6 separate regions of the Mus musculus genome follow, and regions 2, 3, 4, 5 and 6 are each linked to region 1. The links are chromatin contacts, called in public ChIA-PET, Hi-C and HiChIP or PLAC-seq maps. All regions are on one chromosome and are shown on one strand. The core of a region is the stretch at or near the end of the contact, and the rest is flanking DNA. Distances in the headings are between cores, read along the strand shown.

Region 1 (3,828 bases), core at 917-3,416:
GGAGAGATTACACAGGCGGAAATGAATTTCTCATTTGTGTTCTGACTTGGTGTTGCCCAGTTTCGTTCTCATCTCTAGCCATCGACTCGCTCCCCTCCCTCCATATCCGCTGGCAGCCTCAGTAAGGCACCAGTGACCCACTGGCCCTTCCCACGCTGCTCTTCTCTGCTGTCAAATCCGGTCCCAGGAGTTCTTCCGACACAGCCAGAGAAAGCTGAATGGGCCCAAAGGCCCGCGGCTACCTGACTTGAGGCACTTGGTGGAAGCTCCCCTGACTGCCTTGTTCCCTGGTGATGCAAGAGCCTCCGCCTCCAGGCCGGCTTCCTAATTAGGACCTAAAAAAGAGCACATAGCCCAACCCGTTGCTTTCCCCAGTGCCTGTATATTTTCTTTTAGCATGTCCAGGGTTGCAGAATCGGAAGACTCCAGAGCAGCCTGCTCCTACAAAGAAACACCAGCGCTTCCCCACCCCCACCTCCCACCCCTGTATGGTTCTTTTCTAGTCCAAGTATGAGGCGCCTAGCTCCACGCTGAGGGCGCAGAATACTTGCTGCTGGCTTTGGACTCCCAGAGTAGCAGTAGCAGATTGGGCTGCATGGGTGGGATGCCGAGTGGCCAAGGCACAGTACTGCTTCACAGACCTTGGTCAGGACAGACCTGGATCGGCGGTGTACTTGACTTCATCCACGCCCTTGCCCTGTGCGCTCTTGTAGCGATCACCCCTGACCTCCAGCAGGAGCAAGGCTTTGCCTTGAACACCCCAGCTTCCCTGGGAACCAATGGCTTCTTTGATCTCACTCAGGATTCACTTGAGAAGCTAGACTTTAGCATGGGGCTGTGCTGTGTCACCGTGACGTTAGATCCGCATACAAACACCAAAATGACCAAGATGGCCCAACATTGATTGGGACGGCAGGTCGCAACACTTGTTCTGCAAGAAAAGGCTACGTCCTACTTACTGCCAGCCTGGATGCAGGTTGGGTAGCCCATTAATAGAGTTTCCTTAATCTCGTGTGGGGAGTGGGACGTTCCATTTCCAGAGCAGCTTTTTTGGGCCGCCGCTATGAGAGAAGGGGCTGGGGGTGGGGATGCACATGGCGCCATTGACTTCCAGACTTCTGTTGGAATCACAAAGGCCTCAGGAAGATCAAGGGATTTTTTTTTCGACCCCCTTATGGTTTTCCCAGCTCGGCCTGAACTCCGCTGCTCCATGGTCGCCAGCATCGGCGGACCGATGGATAGACAGTTCCTGGCGTACACTGTGAGCCCCAAACATTTCGAGGCTCCCAACACCGCTCATGGCACAACCGTCTTTCCTTGGTAGCCCCCCTCCTTTTCCTTGTAGTTATTCTTTTCCAGCTAACTTTCTCATTCCCCTATTTTATATGCTTGTCGTGCCCGCCCATCGCTCCCTGAAGCTTCCCGCTTCTCTTGTCTCTCAACTGTCCTTCTCACCACCACCTCTGCCTCTTAAGTAACTGGGCACTAGGGAAACAAACATATAAACCACAACAACAACAACAGCACACACACACAAACACAACACTAAGGAGAGCCTAAAGGAGGACAGAAGGCAGAAGGCGGCGGCGACGAAGAATCTCGCTTGAGGCGCAGACGAAGAGGGGTGAGCATCTTGCTGATCTGAGTCCCCCGGAGGTCAGGAATTCTAGGAAAGGACAGTCAAAGGCCAGTGCCCATCCTTGCACCAATCTAATCCTCATGGTTTGGGGCTGAGAAGCTGTGCAAAGCAAGGGCGGAGGGACGCCTTCTGAGGCTTCCAACTGGCGCCCGCGGCCGGGCTGGACACAGAGCAGTGTACCCTGAGCGCCCCCTAAGTTCCGCTCTGCGAGGTGGCCGCCACGGGCGGACGGGGAGGGGCGGGTACATTCTGAGTGGAGGATGGGCGAGCATGCAGCTGCCCGCAGGCCAAGACACTAGGGTAAACACGCCGGGGTGGGCGGCGCACGCAAACTGCAGGACAGCCGGCGGGGCCACCCTCCCCACTACCTGTCGCAGCCTGCACGCGCCAGCGGCCTGGGGGCCGTGGGGGGTGGGGCTTACCTTCCGGCTTGCCGGGGGCCGGACTAAACGGGGGCGGAGCCCGCGGTGATTGGGCGCGGGGGCGGGGGCTCAACTACCGCAGAGTCTCAAGAGCAGGCTGCTTTCACTTCGCTCCCCGCAGGCACTGGGTCACCAGCTGGTTGGAGCTCTGCGGTCCTTGCCATCGTCGCCGTCACCGGATTCCTGCAGCCGCTCTGCGAGCTGTGTTCCACTTGGATTCACACCACCTCCGCTGCTCCCGCCGCCACCGCCTCGGCGCCCTTCCCCTGGCCCTCGTCCACCCAATGTCTGACTCTGATTCTCGGACTGAGAAACGCAAGGTAAACACTCCGCGACTCCCGGGGCGCAGGCTGGGGATGGATAGAAGACAGGCGCCGCAGCGGCTTCATCTGTCTCTGGTGTCGCACGTGCGGGTGGAGGCACTGGTTTGTCCCGCGTGGCTGCAGGAGGCGAACGCTGGGAGTCGGGTCGAGGTCGCTGCGTGCCAAGGCACTTTTGGGGAAGGGTTGTCGGCACTGAAGCTGCGGGCACTTAGCCGAAGACTGGGTTGGGACGCAATGCCGCACGAGGGGCCGCTGAGGCATCTCTCGCGGGCAAGGAGGGCGCGTGGTCTCGGCTTGGAGCCGAGGTCCCGCTTCGTGGTGCCGGTAGTGCGTCCAGCCGGGAAGCGTCGCGGCGACCCAGACGGCCCGGGAGAAGTAGCCGCGCGGTAGCGGCGGGCGGGTAGACTTAACTCTTCGCTGACGCGGGTTCATTGCGGAGGTTTGAGTATTAAAATCACACGCGCCCAGACTTTGCTTGTACCCATTCAAGTCAGTTTGGCCATAGTGGTCAATTTCCTTTCCGGATGTCCCTGGCGGCCCGGTTCCTTTTGCGACCGTCCTGTGGATATTGAGGAACACCGTATCTACAGGAGACAAGAAACCCCGTAACCCCCCTAGGACCACTTAGGCTACGCGTATTCCAAGCCCCAGCTAGCCGACTACTCCTAGCCCGATTGCACCGGGACCCAGTCGCATAGGCTGGCGGACCCCTGAGCTCGCAAGCCTATTGCCCACGGGGCAGGCACTGCTTGAGGAAGGCTAACTGAACAGTGGGGGCAGAGGTCTGGATGTGCATGCCCGAGACCCGAGATGGTCGTTCATATTTGGTTCGTGTCGGTAGCACTCGGTAGCACATGGGGACACAGCAGGTGAAGTTGCTGAGAAGTTCTTCAGGGGACTGCGGAGGCATTAGGGACTTGGCTCGGAATGGCCTGGAGTGCGATCGTGGCCTCGCGGATCTCCGAGGGGTGCGTGTCTCGCTTTGTCTCTAATGTCCCGCTGCCCTGGCGGCGGGAATTCCCGCAAAGCGCGCGCCGTCCCGGCCTGGCCCAGGGGTGGGGCGGGGCGCAAAGCGAAGCTGCCCGGCCCCCTAAGTTCCAGCCGGAGCTGCGGTGGCCGGCACAGTCTGAGCGGCGCTGGGCGGCGAGTTTGTCAACAATCGCCTTGCCTTCGGCTGCCTGACCCGTAGGCGCCGCCCCCACCGCCTCTGCCCATTGGTTACGATGGGGAGCGACTGCGCGCGGGCCAATGGGGGAGCACTGGCAGCCGGCGCCAGGGGCGCAGGGCTGGCGGTGCCCGCGCGGCGGCGGGAGCTGCGCGCTAGGGGCGGAGCGGGAGGAGGCGGAGGATGATCCCGGCGGCGGCCGGTGCAGCGCGGGCCAGAGGCGCGGCGCGCGAAACCTTCGGCTCCCCGGCGGAGCGTGGCGGAGGGCGGACGGGCAGG
Region 2 (3,828 bases), core at 965-3,464, 470 kb after region 1:
TGTCAGATTCCTGCCTGAAGCCCATTTCCTTGTCCTTGGCCAAAGTCAGATTTCTGCCAAACGACCCCCAAAGCTCCCCACATGCACCTAACCCTATTGAGATTTAATGTGTCAGGGTAGGGGGATGGGAGGCATCCTCTCAGAGCAGAAGGAGAGGGGGACTGGGGGAGGGACTCTTGTGAGGGAGAGACTGGAATGGGGGGGATAGCGATTGGGATATAGAATGAATAAATTAATTAATTAATAAAATAAATAAATAAACAAACAAACAGAAAGAACCCTGGACTATTCCGGGTGCCTCTGGCTGTACTCTCTCTCCAATCTACAATTAAGACATCCTGTTCAATCATACCTTGGAGCAGTCATGTCCTCACTTTTATAGACAGATGAAATTAATGGTTGTCAGGGATGTTGGGGAAACAGAATCCTTTGAGAACCACGATGGAGCCTTGACATAGAATTGTGTACATCTTAATAAAGATCACAGCACACACACAAGACATACAGCCGCACAGAAGGAATACAGACACATGAGCATGAACTTGTCCATATGAAAAACCCAAGTAAAGCTGGTGACTTACCAATCTCCTCCTCCCTGGGGTACTGAACTGGTTATGTAGGTTGTTCTCACAAGAAGATCATTTGGAGAAAGTAATGTATGATCAGTCTCTAGGTGTAAGTTCTGAACCTGCATACCAATCTTAGTATCAACATAGAAGATTTGAAAGATGATTTGATTGTATTCTGATAGGAATCAAACCCAAACAGCAAAGTAAACTGTGTGCACAGCTTTGTACTATGGATGAAGGGGTCAATGCTTGTGTGCTCTGAATCTACCCTTTCAGGAACACAGTTTCATTTGTATTCTTAGACAGTGTGATTTAGGTACAAGGTGAAGCCCAAAAAGAATTTATCAGGGAGACAAGAGAAGATCACTTGATTGTCCAGAGGGGACAGGCATGCATCTTTTTTACCCTGGATGCCCATGGCCTGTTCCTCGGGTGCATTTCTTTAACAGACTAGAGAGCAGGTTCTGACGGAATGGTGTGATGTCAACAGGACCTTCAGAATGTTTGAGCCCATTTAGCTACTATCACCGCCCTCCTCACAGTTGTGAGACAGAGCTCTGGGTACACTCTGAATGTGCCTGGAAGGACTAGAGCTTGAGAGACCAGAGCAGGTGCTCACACGGGCGTCACCCAATGCTGTGCTAGGCTGAGTATCAGGCGCTGCGCTGTGTTTCTTCAGAGAGAGAGTCTTGGCGTATGTCAGGGATCCACTGGAGTCTCAGGATGGACAACTGGTGATACAGTGGGAACAGAATCAGGTTTTAGATTAGGGGAAACAAAACAAAAGGTAATGTGAGATAAAGGGGAAAGAGTGAAAACAGGGAGGGGGACAGTCAAGAGGAATCTTGTCCACCAATGACTGCCCTTGAGAAGGAGCCACAAGGAGGACAGTGTGGGCTACTTGGGCTGTATTTTTAACAAGATTTAATTGCCTGTGAATTTATAATGGCTCATAGACATATAAAGAGGTAATATCAAAGAAAACAGGTGTGTAAAATCATCCATACTGACCCAACTGGAAACATGACTGGCAATAGCCATTCTTCCCATTGGCAAACCCACGGTGGCCTAGCCACAGTCAGGGGACACACTCTACACAAGTCCACCTTCTCATGTGTAAAGCAGGTGGATTACAGTTCTTCACAGATTACAAGGACTACATGAGGTATTCTTTATGCACAGATTAAATTCTAGTTTCATAACGAATCAAAAACAGCGGCTGGAGAGATGGCTCGGTGGTTAAGAGCACTCAGAGGTCCTGAGTTCAATTCCCAGCAACCACATGGTGATTCACAACCATCTATAAAGGAATCTGATGCCCTCTTCTGGCACACAGGTGTATATGCAGATAAAGCACTCATCCATAAAATAAATAGATTTTTTTTAATTACAAAAAATAATCAGGAATGATGGCATGGAGCTCCATGGTGAAGTGCTTCCCTGCATGTGTGAAGTCCTACATTCAAGTCCCATTACCTCAAAAGAAGAAAAAAAAAAACTTTCAGCCACCATTAACTATTTAACCACTGCAACTTTTTATTTTTCTTTTGTTTTAGTAAAAGAAGACTACACAGAGATAGCCTGGAGTTGGAATCAAGCGGGGCTGTCTCCTTGGTTGGGAAACCAAAGACAACAGGATTCCATCATGTCCACACCAGTTGCCTCAGATACCACACCACGGCTTCAGAAGCCAACGAAAGGTCAAAAGAAAAAAGTGCCTGTGAAAGCAACGATAGGTGTGTGTCACCCTTGGCGCTTTCGCCCCTGGTCCCCAGAAGAATGCAGGGTGGGACAGTACAGCCCCTCCCTCTTCCCCAACCATTCTGAGTCAAGTTCTGCAAGGGCATGGCAAGGGCTGTCCTGCTGAGCCAGGAGGTCACTTCTTGTTCACTTTTTGTAGCTTCAGACAGAAGATCCGAGATGTCACCTGTCTCCTCAAAGGAGTCCTGCAAGCAGAATGATTCAGGGAAACAGGTGCCAGCGGACAGTGTTTGCTTGGCAAAAAAAGGTGCGTAGGAACTCAGCTCGAAGCCACCTTTGTAGATAAGCATATACCTGGTGGGGGAAGCATTCCTCTTGCTGTCTTCAGGTGTTACATGTAAATTCCTCACTAGGCTTGAGAAGGGGAGAGCCCAGCATTGGCCAAGTGGGTGCCTCTCATGGTCACGTGGGGTCTTCTGTTCCTGCAGCTCCACAGGTCACCAGTATTCTGGCTTCCAGTGATGGCTCTGCAGGGGATGTCCCTGAGCAGAGATCCAAGAGGAAAAAGGGCCAAAGAAAAAGAAAACTGGACAATATCAAGATGGGTAGGTGTCTGCCCCTTGACATTCTTTTTTTTTTAATATTTTTATTACATATTTTCCTCAATTACATTTCCAATGCTATCTCAAAAGTCCCCCATACCCTCCCCCCCACTTCCCTACCCACCCATTCCCAGTTTTTTGGCCCTGGCGTTCCCCTGTACTGGGGCATATACAGTTTGTGTGTCCAATGGGCCTCTCTTTCCAGTGATGGCCGACTAGGCCATCTTTTGATACATATGCAGCTAGAGTCAAGAGCTCGGGGGTACTGGTTAGTTCATAATGTTGTTCCATCTATAGGGTTGCAGATCCCTTTAGCTCCTTGGGTACTTTCTCTAGCTCCTCCATTGGGAGCCCTGTGATCCATCCAATAGCTGACTGTGAGCATCCACTTCTGTGTTTGCTAGGCCCCGGCATAGGCCCCTTGACATTCTTGTCCAAGTATAAATGCAACTTGAAATAGCATACCACTGTGCCTAGTTCCTCCCTCTTCCCAAACTCTTCTAAATCAAGTTTTACAAGGCCAGAGCAAGGGGTGTCCTGATGATCTAGGACATCAACTTTATTCTTCACTTTTGTAGCAATTGTAGATAAAAGATCAGCAAATTCATTTATCTCCCTGGGGTGTCTTACAGGCAGAATGATCCACAGAAAGAGGTACCAGAGAACAGCTGGAGCTTGATAAAATATTTCATTGTAACTCAATGTCTACTCTAATGTGTAGATAAGTGAAAGCAATTTCTGCCAGATGTTTCTAGATGTCACATGGAATTCTGAGAAGGGAAGAACCCAACCATGTCCAGGTTGTCTTCTTGTGGTCATGTGAGGTCTCTTCCTGCAGATCCAGAAGTCTGTGTCACTCTTGCCTCCAGTGATGCCTCGGCAGGGGATGTCCCTGTGCAGCGAACCAAAAGGAAGAGGGCTCACAAGACAAGGACACTTGTGGATGTCAAAGCAGG
Region 3 (3,828 bases), core at 620-3,119, 430 kb after region 1:
TGGTTTATCATCCATCCCAGACAGGCAGACACCACCAGGTGTCGGTTCCTATGATGAAGACAGCTAGTTCACCATCCCAGACAGGCAGACAACACCAGGTGTCGGTTTCTATGATGAAGACGGTTAGTTCACCATCCCAGACAGGCAAGAGTCACCAGGTGTCAGTTCCCTTGATGGAGATAGCTGGTCACCATCACAGACAGGCAGAAGTTACCGGATATGTAATGACTCTGTCAATGGAGCTGAATTTCAGCTCACACTTTCTTCCTTGTATTTTCTGTGTTGGATGCATTTTTTTTTGTTTACTTTTGCCCTTATGAAAACCTTTTTTTAAAAAGTCCAAGTGTAAAACCTCTCCTCAAGGGTTCCCCATCCAGCTACAATGTGTCCAGAGCTAAAGCAAAGGAAAAGGGAGAAGGCCTCCTCTGCCCTGGGAGACCAGCGCTGTGGTTGGGAGAGATGGACAGCCTGTGTCAGGGGCCTGGCTTGCAGGGCAGAGGCTAGAGATGGATGCTACCAGTGGATCTCAAGGTTTCTGAACGTTTCTAGAAGGTAAGCTAAGCAAGAAGTTGGTTTGGGTATGTCATTTTTGTTGAACTAAAAATGGACGGCATGGCACGTCACTCTCTACTTCTTTTCTCACGAGTTAGAAAATTGCATGGTGTATGCTTGCAATGTTTTCTGGGAAGGTCTGGATGTGGTAACAGGAGTAAGGCCAGGCTCGGGCTCAGCCTCAGCCGTGGGAAGAGGCAAGGTGCACACATGACTCCCGCAACCAAAACACAGCACAAGAGGTTCTGGGAACTGAAACCACAGGTGAGTCAGCACATGGGAGAGGGAACAGGACAGGGCACGTGAGTAAATCCTCACCCCAGCCCAGCACTTAAGGAGAATGTTCAAAGCAGGAGGCGGGGGAGGGTCCCATCCCAGGTAGGAGGTGCTGGGCCAGGTCACAAGAACCCTTAGGCGAGTCCTAACCACCACTCATCCACTGGCAGGGCTGCATTGCCCAGCTCAGGCAAGCTTTAACTCAGAAGGAGCCCATTACGGCTTGAACTCAAAATGTCCCACACAGGTTCAAGTGTTTGAACACTTGATCCCCAGCTGGTAGCATTGTTCCGGAGGAAGGTTGTAGAGCCTAGGAGGTAGAGCCTTCCTGGAGGAAGTGATTCACTGGTGGGGGGACCCACTCACTTCCTGACTACTCTCTGCTACAGGGCTGCCAAGACAGTGTGGTGTGTCTCCTCAGATTCCTGTTGATGGACTGTGTCCCTTATTAAACCATGAACCACAATAAATGCTTCACTCCCAAAACTGCCTTGTCAGGTATTTTGCCAGAGCAGTAAGAAAGGTAACTACACTGGGCACAAGCTGGCTTCATTTAGGACTCTGAAATATCTGACCCCCATATAGAACCAGCCAGTGGAGGCCCCACCCCAGAAGTTCTTGCTCAACAGACAGACACATCTATCATCGATGTGTTTGTGAAGTCCAGCAACTGATCCAAATCAGTTCCCTCATAGTAAACACTGCACTTAAAGGATTTAAAGGAAATCTCTGTGTAACCAACAAGGAGAAGGGGCCCACTAAGCCTGCTTCCCTCTGAGAAGGAGAAGTAGGTCAAGGCTACGCCCTATCCAGGGATGTGAATGACTCCTGAGCCCGTCTGGTGCTGAGCTAATTCTGTAAGAATGAATTCATCTCATACCCAGCAACCTGGTAACTTGCTTCCTATTGTTATCCCTCCTGAGGAACCCTAGCTTCAGAGAGCTTTAGAACTTCAATCATGGTCAGAGCTAGAATCTGAGTGTTGGCAGCTTTTTCGGAACTTTTCACAACCCCATTGTCCTGAAATGTCTCAGGAGACTGCCACACCCTAACATCCGGGGAATTCCACAAGGGTCAGATCCCTGGGCTTAGCACAGAGTGATCCAAGCTAGGGTGGCATCTCAACAAGAGGTTTATTCATTCTAAAATGCGGGAGATGTGGCTGGGCCATGCATACTAGGAGCATTTGTAGGCTCTCTCTGCCAACATGCCAACCAAGCCTCATGCAGGTTTGGTGAAAGGCAAGAATCAACAATTTTCCAGCCATGCGACAGCTGCTTGGGGGAAGGTAGGCCATGGGATGGCAAGGGTAGGACACACTATTTCCCACTGTCTGGCCTCAACTTGCCCATAGTACAGAAGGCTAGATGCTACTTAGGTTTGGAAGATGGGGCCAAAGCAACAAGTATATGTTAAAAACCAGGGTGTCCTGGCCCCCCATCTCTGTTTTTAACCTGTATAGCCCGTGACTAGGCAGTCTCACGAAGACCTGCTAGCAGCTGTCTCCTGTGGCCCCAGCCATCTTTCTTTTTCTTTTTTCTTTTTTTTTTTTTTATTACGTATTTTCTTCAATTACATTTCCAATGCTATCCCAAAAGTCCCCCCCCCCCACTCCCCTACCCACCCATTCCCATTTTTTGGCCCTGGCATTCCCCTGTACTGGGGTATATAACGATTGCCTGACCAATGGGCCTCTCTTTCCAGTGATGGCCGACTAGGTCATCTTTTGATACATATGCAGCTAGAGTCAAGAGCTCTGGGGTACTGGTTAGTTCATAATGTTGTTCCACCTATAGGGTTGCAGTTCCCTTTAGCTCCTTGGGTACTTTCTCTAACTCCTCCATTGGGGGCCCTGTGATCCATCCAATAGTTGACTGTGAGCATCCACTTCTGTGTTTGCTAGGCCCCGGCCTAGTCTCACAAGGGACAGCTATATCACCGTCCTTGCAACAAAGGCTTGCTAGTGTATGCAATGGTGTCATCGCTTGGAGGCTAATTATGGGATGGATCCCTGGATATGGCAGTCTCTAGATGGACCATCCTTTTGTCTCAGCTCCAAACTTTGTCTCTGTAACTCCTTCCATGGGTGACCCAGCCATCTTTCAAGGCTGGCGTTGTTCCCACTTACACCCTGAGAGTTGGCAACCCTGGTGACTCCTGCTAAAGAGTCATAGCTGCAAGTCTCTAAGGAAGAAGTGTAGATGGCAGGAGACAGGCCCTTCTCCAAGATACAGGCTCTTCTTGGCCCAGGTTCACAGGCCCTTTTCAGGTTCTGTAGCCCATGCATTTTCATTGGTGGGTGTGACACTCTTGCTGGGTTCTCAGAGCAGCCATCTCTGGTTTGGTACATGAGTGTTAGGGGAAAGAGAAAGGCCATTAAGTTATGGCTCCCTTCTGGCTCTCCAGGAGAGGGAAATGAGACGCTGCAGTCACAGTGCACAGAGAGCATGAACCTGTTGCCAGCTGTGAGCTTGCTCTCAGCAGTTTTTGGTACAAGGGCCATCTTGGATGTCAGAGTCAGGCTCTCAATGGCACCCTCCTCCATAGAGCATACACTAGCCTGCTGCTAACTATATTTTATATTCATACTTCTGATTTCTTTTCTAAATTCTTTAAGTATTCAAGCGAAAGTAAGTCTTTCCAGGGGCCACATGAAAGTCTGCATAGATGTGCAAAGGCATGTGTACGCCGCAGGTGTGTTTTCCCACTACCCAGCTGTTCTAAGAGAATCCCAGCTGACTCTAACCCCCGCTGTCCAGAGGAAGGGGTGTCAAGCAGGTAGAAGAGAAGCCAAGGGAGGCTGAACCCAGGATGACAGGACCAGGGCGGGGGGGGGGGGCCAATGACAAGGCTACCCCATTGTTGTCAGAGCAGTGAAGAAGAGGGTGCTGACTGTACCCCCAGATCTGTGTTCCGGAACTGCTCAGATCTTGTTGCCTTCGCCTCCATTATCCCCTTGCTATCGTCTTAGGAATTAATTACCCGATTGCTCCAGGCAGA
Region 4 (3,828 bases), core at 817-3,316, 380 kb after region 1:
CTTGCATGGAAAGTACTTTTCCTGATAAGCTGTTCTCAAAGCCCTGAGAAGAATGTTTTTATAGAAGCTGTATTTAACACTGTGTCCTGATTTGACTTGAATATGGGCTGTGGACTAAGTAAGTAAATAAAATTTTGATCAAAAAAATAAAAGGAGAGTGGATTATATTTATTGATTGGAATTATAAAAGTCCATCGTTAATTCATAATTAATTATATAAGAACTATTAATTAATAGTGTATGCATGCTACTTTCCCATCTCAGACTCATTTTTCTCTGTAAAGTCTTTCTCAGGTAGTTCATCCACCTGCCCATCTTAGCAAGCACCTGCCAGGGGTGACACCCACCATCTAGTTCATAAGTACCTAGTACTTAGGTGAAAGTCTCTGTTAGCAGAGGCAGAGCACAGGGAAGGACTGGATACAAGAATCCAGTTTACTATGATGTAGTTTTCTAGCATTGTCTCTTCACTGACTGTCACCCTCTGTAAAATCAAGCTTCCCTGGTCTAGGCTGAGAGCAGTGCTAGTTTATAGAAATAAGCATCCCTACTTAGAGAGCTATTCTATTACATGCCCACTTAGCAATGCATCAACAGTAAATGCTCACCTATGACTTTGGACCTGGCCAGGGATAGGCTTTTGACTAGATTTACAGCACCACCCTACCATGGAGCAGACCTCAGACAGAACCAGGAGTGGTTGGTTACCCCCTGAACAAGCCATGCCACTATTGTACCAGTGGGTACATCTTGCCTGACTGGTCAGTATTATAGCACATAGTGTCTACGGATGTTTAAGACTGTTACTATCTTTTCTCCTCTGGCAGCCAGCACCTCTAATCAACTAAGCTCCAATTTGACTCTTAAGAGTCCTGCACATAAAGTATGTGATACCTTTAGCAATCAGGTCTTACTGTCTAGTTCTCCGGTGGATAACCCAAAACAATGGCAATAGGCTATATTGTTCTGTCAGCCTCTGGGAGCTCCCTGGCCAATAATTCATAGAGAGATATCCTCCATGTAAGCACTGGGATTTTTTTTTTTTTTGAGACAGGGTCTCACTATATAGATCTGACTGTTCTGGAACATGCTATGTAGGCCAGGCTGGGACTCAGACTCTCAGATCTAGGCTTGCCTCTGCCTCCTGAGTGCTGGGGTTAAAGGTGTGCACCACTACGTCCACACTGGGATATTTTTGCCTTCTCTTCCTGTGGGAAGCCACATGTGCCGTTGCAGAGTGGCACTGACTACTGCTGGCCACCACGCATAAGTTTGGACAAACAACCAATGTGTACATATGCAGTAAAGTTTTTTGCAAAGACACTGCCTGACCCAGGCATGATAATGAGGCTTTGGGAGTATAACCAATCAGATGTGAGACATGCAAATGAGGTATGATAATGAGGCTCTGTGAGGTACAGAGAGAGAGAGAGTAGCCAATCAGATGAGGAACATGCAAATGAGGCTTAGTGCATAACCAATCCGGGTGTGAGACACGCCTCTCCTAGGCCTATATAAGCAGCACCAGTTCTGGGCTCGCTGGTCGAGTAGGGCACGTGCAAGACCTTCCCTTCCCTTTTCTTCCCTTCTCCCCTTGTCTCCCCTCCCCTTGGAAATGTTATTTTACTTACTTATTTTGTGAGATAGTCTCCATCTTTTCAGTGCAGTCTGGATAAACTTGCTATGTAGACGGAGCTGACCTTGAAGTCAAGGCAATCTTTTTGTCTCATCCTTTCCCAAGAGCTGGAATGACATTCAAGAGCATCCACATTTACCTTCCTGGACAGTTTTACTTGTGCTTCATATTAATCTATAGTTTTAGGGGGTACTTTTAACTTGAAAATTGCTGTAAGAACATGTATCGATCACTTGTATCCAATTAATCACATCTGGTTCTATGCTTTCTTGTGAACACTTTCCCTGAGTCACTGATTTTCCTGTATGAGTCTGATGCTTTTCCCCCGAGGACTGTTTTCTTTAAATACCTGTGTTTGTGGGTGTGTTACCAGTGCACTAGAGGTTACTTGTTGCTGTTTCCTGCTTTCTGGTCTGATGACTGGTGAAGCTTGTGGTCATCATCTGTCAGTGGATGTGGCTCTGCATTACCTCATGGAGTTCCCCACCCACCCACCCATCCACCCACTGCAGCTCTGGTCCCTGTGAGCGCCCCCTTCTGGTTATCCAGTACAGGTAAGGGTTTTTATCCTCTACAAAGCTTACTCGATTACTCTCTAGAGATGGAGGATGAGAGGTCAGCAGGTCCCATTGCTCTGGCTAGCCCTCTTGGGATACATTTGAAAAGAGAAGTGAGAGCCAGGCCCGGGAGACAGGGAAGAGGGATAAAAAGAGACACAGACTCTTAAAGTCATCATGTCCCTTCTTGGCCTGGTTCAGGCAGAGTTTCAGGAGATCTTTACCTTCTCTCCTTTCTCCCCTGCCCTCCTGTGCTGGGCTGGGCCAAAAGCCAAAGCTGAGAGCAGCTCCCAGCTCTTCCTTCTGCTCTTTGCCAATGCTAAGCACCCTTTTTGTGGCTGCCCCCTGTGGCCAGCACACCAGTGTGTTCTTCAGAGGACCCAGCAGGCTTCTCACTACCCATTCACCCCCCCCCAACAGTCAGTAAAGTATCCTCTCTCTGAAGGAAGAAGCAGAGATCTGTCAGCTGATAGGTCAAACATTCACTGGGTGCTGTTACTGCTGGGTACTTAGAGGGGAGGGATGAACACATATAAATACGGCCAAGGTTCTGAGTTTTGGTGCCTCCTGGATTGGCCATATGACTTCCTTCATCCATCACTAAGTCATCAATAGTTTGTGGGGGCAGGGGTTGCAGTTTGGCTCAACCTCTCAAGCTCCCATGATTTGCTATAAAAAGCATTTGCTCCAAGGTCCTGCTGCTCACAGAACTAGACCCATGGAACAGACCCAAATCTGACTAACAGTTGGAGCCAAGCCTAACCAGAAGCAGCCAGATTTCAACTGACCCACAGATGCACAAGCAAAGAAAATATATACTTGTCCTTGATCAGTCACAGGACCATAGGTTAATTCTTAGGGGGCATTAGTGCAGCCATGCCTGATTAACAATACGCTTTACTGATCAGCCTTCATCACTGAAAGAGGTAAGAATTAGTTAAAAAACATCATCTTTCAGCCAAATGCAGCACAGTGTGAGACGGGGTAAGAAAGGAGTAAAATGTATAGTTACATTTCAATAGGTATTGATTTCAATAAAAGAATCTATCTATCATCATATATTTATCTACCTGTTTGTTTGTTTGTTTAGTATTTGACAAGGTATCACTTTGTTGCCCACCGATGGCTTGAAATTTACTATGTAGTCCAGGCTGGCTTCAATCTTATAGCAGTTCTCCTGCCTCATCTTCTCAAGTGCTGGGATTATAGGAATGAGCCACCACACTTGACTGTGAGTCACTATAGCCAAACACATGACATAGACTACAGATGAGGAATATATAGCTTATAGCCTTAAATATGAAACTCCAAGCTTCATAGCACAGGCTGGCCAAAGCTACCACTTGGCTGAATTACTTCTTGACACAGATAGCCACAAAGATCCAGGTAGAGCCAAACTCAGGCTTTTATAACAACTCTGTCTAGAAACTACTATAGAGTCAGGAAAACTACCCACTGGCCCAGGACCTCTAAGGTCCAACCACTCCCAACAGGTCCAACATTGGGTGGTAACCCAGAGAGTCAAGACTTTAATCACTCTGGGGATGGGAATGTTGCTAAAATTCCTTCCCTCTGAGAGGCAGAGGTAAACAATATCTCCCCAGTAACTCTAATTTATTCATAACCTATTTTAAT
Region 5 (3,828 bases), core at 744-3,243, 340 kb after region 1:
AGTGCAGGGGCTTGGGGTCAAGTGGAGGTGGTGATGCAGGGTAAGTGATGGGGGCAAGAGAGCAGAAGTGGGGGGAAAGAGGAGGGAGGCAGACGTGCAGGGCAGAGGGCAAGGCTGAGGCTGAGGCTGAGGGGGTCTCTGAAGAAAGCACAGACAGCTCCAGCTAGCAGGTGTCCAGGAAATAGCTGACAGGGAGAGACCAGGAGGGCAAGGTCACGCCACAGTTGAGGGGATTTATGTGACTCTGGTGAGCCTTTGGCTAGGTCTGAGCCTGAGTGATGGATTCTATCATGGCAATCCAAACCTGGAGATGGGGCAGGAAAGACAAAGCCCCAGGCAAGTGTTCCCTTTCATGCAGGTCACTGGAGTGAGTTTTAACCCCATGACATCATCTCAATGGTCATCACCATGGTGTCAGCATCATCTGAGTGGGAGGAGAGTGTGATGTACAAATGTACACTGGCCCCTGACTGCCTTTTCCCTCCCGTCCTCCACCTCCCTCCAAACCTGGCAGACTCCTGACTTCCATATGATCATGTTTACACCTCTGAAAAGATCTTTCAGCAACAATGAATGAGTGAAAAGAAACATTGTAAACTGGGGCCTACTGTGAATGCCGTGAAATGTCCTCCTCTGACTCCTGTACTTAAATGCCTGCTTCCTAGTGGGTGATGCCGCCTTGTGGGTGGTTTATGGAACTCTTAGGGGATGTGACAGAGTTGAAGAAATTGGGGTATATTTAGGTTAAGCATATACATGTGTACGTGTGTGTTGGGCTTTATGCTAAGATCTTAGTGTGTTTTAGCTCACTGAAACCTGCTCAGTAGACAGCTTCAGAGAAAGCTCATCCCTCATACTTTGGAGAAGATAAGTCTCAATATTTTTCTCATTTTTCAGGTGAGGAAATTGAAGCACAGAATTATGAAGCCAGGCGAAAGATATATGTGTGCATTTATAATACATGTTTAATATATATTTACAACACATATGTGTTTATAATAATATACATATGTATATATATATATACATATATTGTATTAAGGGAGGTACTAAGTCAGCTTGTGTGAAGATAGCAATAACAGCAGAATCATCCCTGAGGGGCTAGGACAGCAGTCATTCGGTTTTGAGGCTGATTGTCCATTAGTCCCACAGTAGCTGTCTCCCACTGGAGAAGCCAGCACCCAGGAATTGCTCCATCCACAAGGTTGTGTGTCTCAGCAGTGCCAACCTGGCCCTGAAAACCTGGCAGATTCCTGGACCACAGTCATCAGTGGAAGTCTAGGAGCACTGGTTCTACTGTGAGGAAAGGAATCAGCAGCCTCAGGGTAAATCATCGCTGAAGCAAGAGGGGAGGCCAAGTGAATAAGGGCAGTAAGTGGGAGAGGGTCTTCCCCAAGCCACTCACACAATCAGGGCACATCTTCAGTTCAGACAGTTCCGGGGATTCTAATTTATGGAGAGTTGACACTAAAACCAACTGTAATGGGGGGGGGGGGGCGGGGGGCAGGGTATCCTCCTCCATCATACAAAATCCCTTGCTACTGCTGTGTCATAGAGGCATCAGGACTCCATGGGACCTGCATATGGAAGGGCTTGGGAGACCTCAGAGTGGTACACGCCACAGTTGCTGTCCCTGCCACAATTTTCTCTCGCGAACTGTGCCCTCAAACTGTAAGCCAAAACAAAGCCTCTTTCCTTCAGTTACTACTGATAGGTGTTCTGTTAATAATGAGAAACTGGTATGTCTGTATCCCTAGAGGATTACATGTAACTTTTGACAATGGCTGTGGCTTAAACTGACTTTACAAACAGTCTGGAAGCCGTAGACCAGATTGGTGAGATGCTAGTGACAGTTTCAGGCCCTCTGTACCTGCATGTCTGCTGAAGAGGGAGAGGATGTGGCTTTCACCCAGGAGATGCCACACCCAGTACTGAAGTCACATGGTACTGAGTGGCTCAGAGTTCCAGGGCTCCCAACAGGAAGTCGGCCTGAGAGAGTCTGGGAAAACATGTGTGCTGTGATCCCATGTGTACTCCAAGGGAAGGGCGCTGGCTGAGCAGAAGCCCATGGGAATTTCAGAGACGTTCCAACAGCAGGCCACAGAAGAATCAGAGTGTGGGAATGTGCTGAAAGGGGCACAGCCAAGGGCGTGGCAGGGGTGGGGAGGGGAGGGGAGGAGGAATAGAACCTACTGAAAAGGCTCAGAAAGACAAAGCCGCAGGAACTAAAAAGACTCCCCACAACCCTCCAAAGCCGACCTTAGATCCCCAGACTTCAACAAAGGCCTTACTTGTAATTCATAAAAGACAAAAATACCAGTTTGGGCAGGAAGGTGTGGAAAGAGAGAGATGAAGAAAGGTGGCCAGCCTTGCACTCTCACTTCCCATCCTCATGAATTTGAACCTTCTTTAACACACACACACACACACACACACACACACACACACACACCTTTGTGGATCAGGAGCTCTGAGTACTTGAGCATGTGGCCCAGGGTCCCCCAAACTTCTTGTCTTTTGGGTGGATATTTTTTCTTTCTCCTGGCAAGCCCAGCCCATAAGCTCTGAGATCTCGGGCAATAACAGTGAGAAGAAGACTGACTGCAGACTTACAGGGGCTGGAAAGAAGCAGGGTGGACAGGCCAGTGGCTCACCTGCTCACGGGCTCCTGGGAGACCCTGACATGGTAGGAGGGAAGCTGTCCCTTCTGAGAATCTGCAAGTCTCAGACTTTCACAAGCAGCAGAGATGTCAGTAGAGCTGGGACAAGCCAATGCATAGCCCTGAGATGCAGGTGGGTTGCCAAGCAAAACACAGGCTGCTGAGTTACATTTGAATTTCAGAAAGTCCATGGTGCTGAATGAGGACAAAAACTGCATAGTTAATAACCAAAAACATTAATGTGAGGCTAGTTAGCACTGTAATCCGCGAAAGCAGACTTAAGAAATCTTTCCACACATTTGTCCGCACTGTTCCCTGACCCTTAGAGAGGGAGGGTTGCTGTACAAGTCCCATTTGTGGCTAAGTACTCACAGTAGCCTGGTCTCAGCATTTGGAATAGCTGGGAGTCTCTACATTAACCACCATCTAGAAGAACAATACTAATAGATTCTCCCCTTGGGCTAGTGACATCTCTAGCCTTGGGTTTTGACAGTGTTTAAGCTACCAGGTATAACTTTTGTGAAGCAGGCCTCAAAGCCAATGAAGAGAACATCTGTTACCTTCATAAACAGTCTTGCCGCTATTGTACCGGTAAACATGTATCGCCTGATAGGTCAATATTATAACAATCAGGGTCCAGTAAATAAGAACATTGATTGCCCTACTCCCCAACAGCCTACACAACACTTTCCAGAACTACAACACTGACCAGGAGGAAACAGTTCCTGGTCAATTTAATATCAATTTGTTTGTGTCCTATAATCAGTGAAAGGGTCTTGTTATTTAGTTATAGTGGGGAACCAAGAGCCAAGACAACTGCCTATATTCTTTGGAAGCCTGTATTCGAGCCTCCCTGATCAATCATCCATGGGGAGGTGGTAACTTGTGCCTAGGGTCCAGATTTCCATGTAAGAACCTGTGTCTTTTTGGAACAGAATTGCTCACTTATGTTTGGTACCTCTGCTCAAACTCCTTTTTAAAGAAATGTATTTTTAACTAGTTTACAAACTAGTGGTGTCTCCTAACAGTTTTTCATACACCCTTAGTTAGGATTAATCCACTCTCTGCCCCTCCTTTCCCTAACTCTGCTCCCACCCCCTCACGAGTTTAGTGACCTTTTCAGGAACCTAGCTTCTGTGTCCTGGATTAGCCCCTATTTCCCCATTTT
Region 6 (3,828 bases), core at 11-2,510, 320 kb after region 1:
AGTGAGAATGTTCCCACGACTGCAGTGAATGAACACGGTTGACCTCGGGACCCAACACTGCAATGACATTTTACAATCTCACAGTTTCTCTCCCTCGGAGAGTGTAAATTTCCATCTCTGCAGCTAAAACCCACCTAGAGAACTTGGGGGTAAGAGCAAATCCATTCGTTTTATGTGAGTAGCTACAGCAGAGTAGAAAAAAGTATTCCAAGTGGGACCAGCTGGTGTGGGGCACCAGTCTCTGTCCTGTCAATAGTGTTCTTCATGGTCCCCAGCTCGCCCCGCTCCTCCCATCTGGACCCTCTAACTGTGAGTTATTGTGTGTTGCGGTGGGGATAAGAGGGTTAGTTCATGGAGGACCCACTGAGGCCTCAGAGGCATGTAAAATGTGACAAGCAAGGCCGTGGCATACATAATCGATCATGAACAAGCCCAGAGACGAGAGGGATTCCTTCCTGCCAAGATCCTTGGCCTTGGCAGAATTTGTGTGTGTGAACCCAGAGGCAGATCCCAGAATTCTGTCCAGGCCTTTAAAGCTTTCAAAGATTTGGCACCGATGTGACAAAACAACACAGAGAACAGAGTGGCTTCTACTCTAAAGTCTGCAGTAAAAGAGGTTTGGCAGTTAAAGGAGGAGGTGAGGTTTTAGTATGAGGCTTGTAGAGCTGTCAGTCACCGGATGAGTTCAGCAGCGGAGGAGAGTCAGACACAATGCTTAAGCAGTGAGCAACTCAAGGGCCCCAGAGAAGGCTTTGAAATGAGATGGCAAGACCTTGGGTCAAGCCTTCAGACTCAAAACATTTAGAGCTGGTTGTAACTTTAATTTAATTTAATTAAAAAAATTTTTTTTTTCTAGCCTTATTTTTAATGATGGTTCCTAAACACCTCAAGTGAGCTCCTCGGCAGCCATCACTGGCCACCAGTGAGAAAAACCCTAGGCCCAGATCTGGAGCCCACACAGCATCTTGGCAATACATTCTGCCCCATGTATAGGTGGGCCTGTAATACTTGTTCAAGTTCAGAAACTACGTAGGGGAGGATCTAAGAAAAGATCCTCAGTTTGTGGGAACTCAGGGCTGAGTTCTTCCTTCCACACCAGACCCTTCCAGCCTTTGAACATGGCAGTTGAACTCAGGACAAAGGTGGCGGGAGGGGCTCAGTCATCTATTCTTCATTTTCTAAGAACTTGGTATATCTGAGTTTGGAGAAGGAACACTTACCAGGGAAGTTGTGAAATTGAGGGAAATTACAAAATGCTCAGAGGCGGTTCCGGCCTCAGCCCAGATCTGTAAAAGCTTTAGAACCCTCAGATTCCGGAACTGGTCAGAGAGATGAGCAGGTGGCTAGTGGAGGCCACGCCATCCTTGGCCTGATCCTGTCTCTCTGGATAACAGGCCACAAAGCTGCCTCTGTGCACTTAATGTCTTTCTGGCTTGGTTTTCTAAGAGTAAAATCAACCCCACTGTACCCAGCACAGGAAGCCCCTGAGGACTGTCATTTCTCCTTCCTACACCTGGCAAAATGTGAATAAATTCCCCCAGCCCCCACCCCCATCCATTCTCTAAGCCGAAGATACAATCAGTCATTTGAACTTCCACACACAAGTTTGGACATCTCAGCGGAGATTTGCTTTCAAATCCATGCAGAAGAACACATGATGTCGGGAGGGGGCGGGAGGACCTGTTGCCCAAAATGTAGCATGCCATCTTCATGATATGGAATCACAGTCAAAACTGTGCAGCCCAGTGAGATGGTTCAGTGGGTAAGAGCACCCGACTGCTCTTCCGAAGGTCCCGAGTTCAAATCCAAGCAACCACATGGTGGCTCACAACCATCTGTAATGAGATCTGACTCCTTCTTCTGGAGTGTCTGAAGACAGCTACAGTGTCCTTACATATAATAAGTAAATAAATCTTAAAAAAAAAACTGTGCAGCCCAGGCCCCCTATAGCGTGCTGTGGCCTTGGGTCCACTTGTTGGGGATGAGAAGTGTTGTGGGGAAGGCTGCAGAGAAGCAGGCCAGGTTATCCATCTCTTCTTTTGCTCCCTTGCGGAAAGCAGAGGCCTCAAGAGAGGTTAAGATTAGAGGAACCAGTATTTCTGCAAGGGCAGCCTAGAGCAACCTTGATGGATTGTTCTACATGCATGAATCCACTGCTAAGCTAAGGTGTACTTGTGTGGATGTGGGTGTCTCTCCAGGTGATGTGTTTGTTCATATAGAAATGATACATATACAGTTCTATCAGGGTAGCTGTCTGTTTAGGAAAGATGGCTCCTCATTGTACAAAGAGGTTCTGCTGCAGAGTTCTTTTATAAAGATAGACCCCCAGCTCCTGTGATAACTACATTGTTCCACTTACCTACAAAACGAATTCCAAACAGTTGCCAACAACATCATGAACAGGCAGCCAGGTCTACCCAGATGGTCCTGTCCAGTCTGCCCTTGGGCCAAATAGAGTGTCTTAGTGAATGCTGGGAATTGATTAGTAGCCTGCCTTCAACTCCAGGGGTCATCTGCACTCACAGCACTAAGAGAGGCGGGTTGAGTGTCTTTTGTCTTATTCTCGGCTCTCTTGTTCTCCTGATCCAGGAGATAGAGCCGACCCTTGTCAGTCTAGAGTCACCTGAGGCCTGCAAGCAGACAAGGCCAGTGCTCCTCTTACACAACGTCATGGTTGCAAATGCAGGTAAATACTGGAATTGAGTACAGGTTGGATCTCAGCTTTAAATATTCTGCCAAGGTACCCTGTTTGGCCCATGGGCAGGGTGGACAGGGCCATCTTGTCCACAGAGAATTCTTCAGAGACCTATGGGCTCAGTCACACATATGACCAGACCCAGGGAGCTTCCCCTAATCTTCAAGCTACTGAGATACACATAGACTGTGATTCTCTCCAGAGAAGAGCTTGGTAGAGAGAATGATGAAGCATCCAACCAGGCATGAACCTACCAATTGTAGATACCATGCCAAACTAATGTAAAAACAAAACAAAATGAATCCCTCGTCACTTGCCGCAGTTCAGAGACCTGGCCCTGGGGTCATGAGACTGGGTGAGCTGGCCCTGTCCCTCACCAGCTGCAGGACTTGGGAGAGCGGGCCCTGCATCTCCCTTGGGCAACATGGTAGAGCTGGCCATGGTGGAGGGGATGGAGATAAGCCAGAGGGTGAGAGCACAGAAGAGCTGGCCCTTCATTTGTCTGCCCTGAGGTGGTGTGGGTTCAAGGGTGATGCCCACCCCAAGTCACCCCTCACCACCTGAGTTAGCACCGAGGACATGAGAGTGGGAGAGCTACCCTTGCCCCTATAATGGCTGTAGCCATTGACTATATATATTGACTGGGCAACACATTGGATCTGACCCGGATGGAAAAGGCACAGGCAAGCCAGCCCCAAGGGTGTGAGAGCAGGAGAGCTGGTCCAGCCTCTTGCAGCACTTGGAGAAGAGGGCCCTGTGCCTTGAGAGTAGAGCTGGCCCTGGAGGCATAGGTGCAAGTGAGCCAGTAGGAAGGCATGAGATGAGAAATGCTGACCCTGCCTCCTGCCGATGGCTGTGTTAGGCTGCCTAGTTTGGGCAGTGCTGAAGACCTTGCCCTAGTGGTGTGGATAAAAGAGATGGCAGACTGACCAGTTCAGTGCCCGACCACCCAGGCCCAGATCCAGGACTCTGCAAATGGTTGGAACACATGAAAGGGCCAGTCCTGCTGATACAGATCTCCATGACACAAGACAACAACAGGATAACCAGGAGGAGTCCCAATGAGGATCCAATATTGATGGTGTCACAGAAGCCAAAGATCTCGAACCAGAGCAATGACTCGTTGTAACGAA

Evidence for each region. Hi-C and Micro-C count contacts between places; a contact is called where the count stands out from the background. ChIA-PET counts read pairs in DNA pulled down with a chosen protein or histone mark. HiChIP or PLAC-seq counts read pairs in DNA pulled down with a chosen protein or histone mark.
Region 2: a contact with region 1 is called in an H3K4me3 HiChIP or PLAC-seq map of embryonic limb bud, with 7 times the contacts expected there. The contact joins the promoter of Spdye4c here to the promoter of Bcl2l11 in region 1. A contact is called at or near these places in 10 of 39 promoter capture datasets (the 3T3-L1 cell line, the C10 cell line, the SN4741 cell line and 6 more), 1 of 15 datasets of contacts at CTCF or cohesin (the NIH/3T3 cell line), 7 of 484 Hi-C or Micro-C datasets (the BV-2 cell line, the F1.1 cell line, the G1E-ER4 cell line and 4 more), 19 of 115 datasets of contacts at active chromatin or transcription factors (the 230-238 cell line, CD8 T cells, the SCID.adh cell line and 13 more) and 2 of 9 other capture datasets (adipose tissue and embryonic stem cells).
Region 3: an H3K4me3 HiChIP or PLAC-seq map of bone marrow-derived macrophages shows a contact between it and region 1, with 7 times the contacts expected there. The contact joins the enhancer-like site here to the promoter of Bcl2l11 in region 1. A contact is called at or near these places in 9 of 39 promoter capture datasets (the SN4741 cell line, cranial neural crest, embryonic stem cells and 5 more), 2 of 15 datasets of contacts at CTCF or cohesin (the NIH/3T3 cell line and large pre-B cells), 32 of 484 Hi-C or Micro-C datasets (B cells, CD4 T cells, the HPC-7 cell line and 22 more), 20 of 115 datasets of contacts at active chromatin or transcription factors (CD8 T cells, the SCID.adh cell line, acute myeloid leukemia and 14 more) and 2 of 9 other capture datasets (adipose tissue and embryonic stem cells).
Region 4: an RNA polymerase II ChIA-PET map of memory CD8 T cells shows a contact between it and region 1, with 108 read pairs. The contact joins the enhancer-like site here to the promoter of Bcl2l11 in region 1. A contact is called at or near these places in 4 of 39 promoter capture datasets (the SN4741 cell line, cranial neural crest, hippocampal neurons and 1 more), 5 of 484 Hi-C or Micro-C datasets (CD8 T cells, bone marrow-derived macrophages, cerebellum and 2 more), 13 of 115 datasets of contacts at active chromatin or transcription factors (the 230-238 cell line, CD8 T cells, acute myeloid leukemia and 10 more) and 5 of 9 other capture datasets (adipose tissue, embryonic stem cells, liver and 2 more).
Region 5: a contact with region 1 is called in a Hi-C map of muscle stem cells, with 4 times the contacts expected there. The contact joins the enhancer-like site here to the promoter of Bcl2l11 in region 1. A contact is called at or near these places in 1 of 39 promoter capture datasets (the SN4741 cell line), 1 of 15 datasets of contacts at CTCF or cohesin (the NIH/3T3 cell line), 6 of 484 Hi-C or Micro-C datasets (CD4 T cells, bone marrow-derived macrophages, muscle stem cells and 3 more), 15 of 115 datasets of contacts at active chromatin or transcription factors (CD8 T cells, bone marrow-derived macrophages, craniofacial prominence and 8 more) and 2 of 9 other capture datasets (adipose tissue and macrophages).
Region 6: a contact with region 1 is called in a Hi-C map of bone marrow-derived macrophages, with 22 read pairs. The contact joins the enhancer-like site here to the promoter of Bcl2l11 in region 1. A contact is called at or near these places in 5 of 39 promoter capture datasets (the SN4741 cell line, cranial neural crest, macrophages and 2 more), 1 of 15 datasets of contacts at CTCF or cohesin (the NIH/3T3 cell line), 1 of 484 Hi-C or Micro-C datasets (bone marrow-derived macrophages), 13 of 115 datasets of contacts at active chromatin or transcription factors (CD8 T cells, bone marrow-derived macrophages, craniofacial prominence and 8 more) and 3 of 9 other capture datasets (adipose tissue, liver and macrophages).

What each region holds. Positions count from the first base shown.
Region 1 is chr2:128,123,872-128,127,699 of GRCm38.p6, forward strand. It overlaps Bcl2l11 (BCL2-like 11 (apoptosis facilitator)), which reads left to right and starts at 2,167. Exons shown (of 4, transcript NM_207680.2): 1 at 2,167-2,381. Acoxl (acyl-Coenzyme A oxidase-like) reads left to right here. Exons shown (of 18, transcript NM_028765.3): 18 at 1-22.
Region 2 is chr2:128,590,127-128,593,954 of GRCm38.p6, forward strand. Spdye4c (speedy/RINGO cell cycle regulator family, member E4C) reads left to right here and starts at 2,215. Exons shown (of 9, transcript NM_001310641.1): 1 at 2,215-2,305; 2 at 2,470-2,577; 3 at 2,759-2,875; 4 at 3,711-3,827. The coding sequence starts at 2,215. Gm36203 (a long non-coding RNA gene) reads right to left here and starts at 1,787. Exons shown (of 9, transcript XR_866725.3): 1 at 975-1,787; 2 at 353-688.
Region 3 is chr2:128,551,417-128,555,244 of GRCm38.p6, forward strand. No RefSeq gene overlaps it. Among named protein-coding and RNA genes, the nearest start is that of Gm39928, 3.6 kb to the left of the region's middle. Within about 2 kb of position 1,870, at least 26 of the 459 cell types and tissues checked have an H3K27ac peak or open chromatin away from gene starts, as enhancers often do. A contact at or near this core is called in the SN4741 cell line, bone marrow-derived macrophages, conventional type 1 dendritic cells and 3 more, where this site is marked.
Region 4 is chr2:128,500,850-128,504,677 of GRCm38.p6, forward strand. Gm39928 (a long non-coding RNA gene) reads right to left here. Exons shown (of 3, transcript XR_866723.3): 2 at 1,632-1,743. Among named protein-coding and RNA genes, the nearest start is that of Gm39927, 19 kb to the right of the region's middle. Within about 2 kb of position 2,067, at least 11 of the 459 cell types and tissues checked have an H3K27ac peak or open chromatin away from gene starts, as enhancers often do. A contact at or near this core is called in the 230-238 cell line, CD8 T cells and memory CD8 T cells, where this site is marked.
Region 5 is chr2:128,468,563-128,472,390 of GRCm38.p6, forward strand. No RefSeq gene overlaps it. Among named protein-coding and RNA genes, the nearest start is that of Gm36154, 4.0 kb to the left of the region's middle. Within about 2 kb of position 1,994, at least 85 of the 459 cell types and tissues checked have an H3K27ac peak or open chromatin away from gene starts, as enhancers often do. A contact at or near this core is called in CD8 T cells, the NIH/3T3 cell line, the SN4741 cell line and 3 more, where this site is marked.
Region 6 is chr2:128,444,356-128,448,183 of GRCm38.p6, forward strand. The region is part of intron 1 of Gm36154 (a long non-coding RNA gene); the gene reads right to left. The region is part of intron 3 of Gm29010 (a long non-coding RNA gene); the gene reads left to right. Among named protein-coding and RNA genes, the nearest start is that of Gm29010, 13 kb to the left of the region's middle. Within about 2 kb of position 1,261, at least 53 of the 459 cell types and tissues checked have an H3K27ac peak or open chromatin away from gene starts, as enhancers often do. A contact at or near this core is called in bone marrow-derived macrophages, where this site is marked.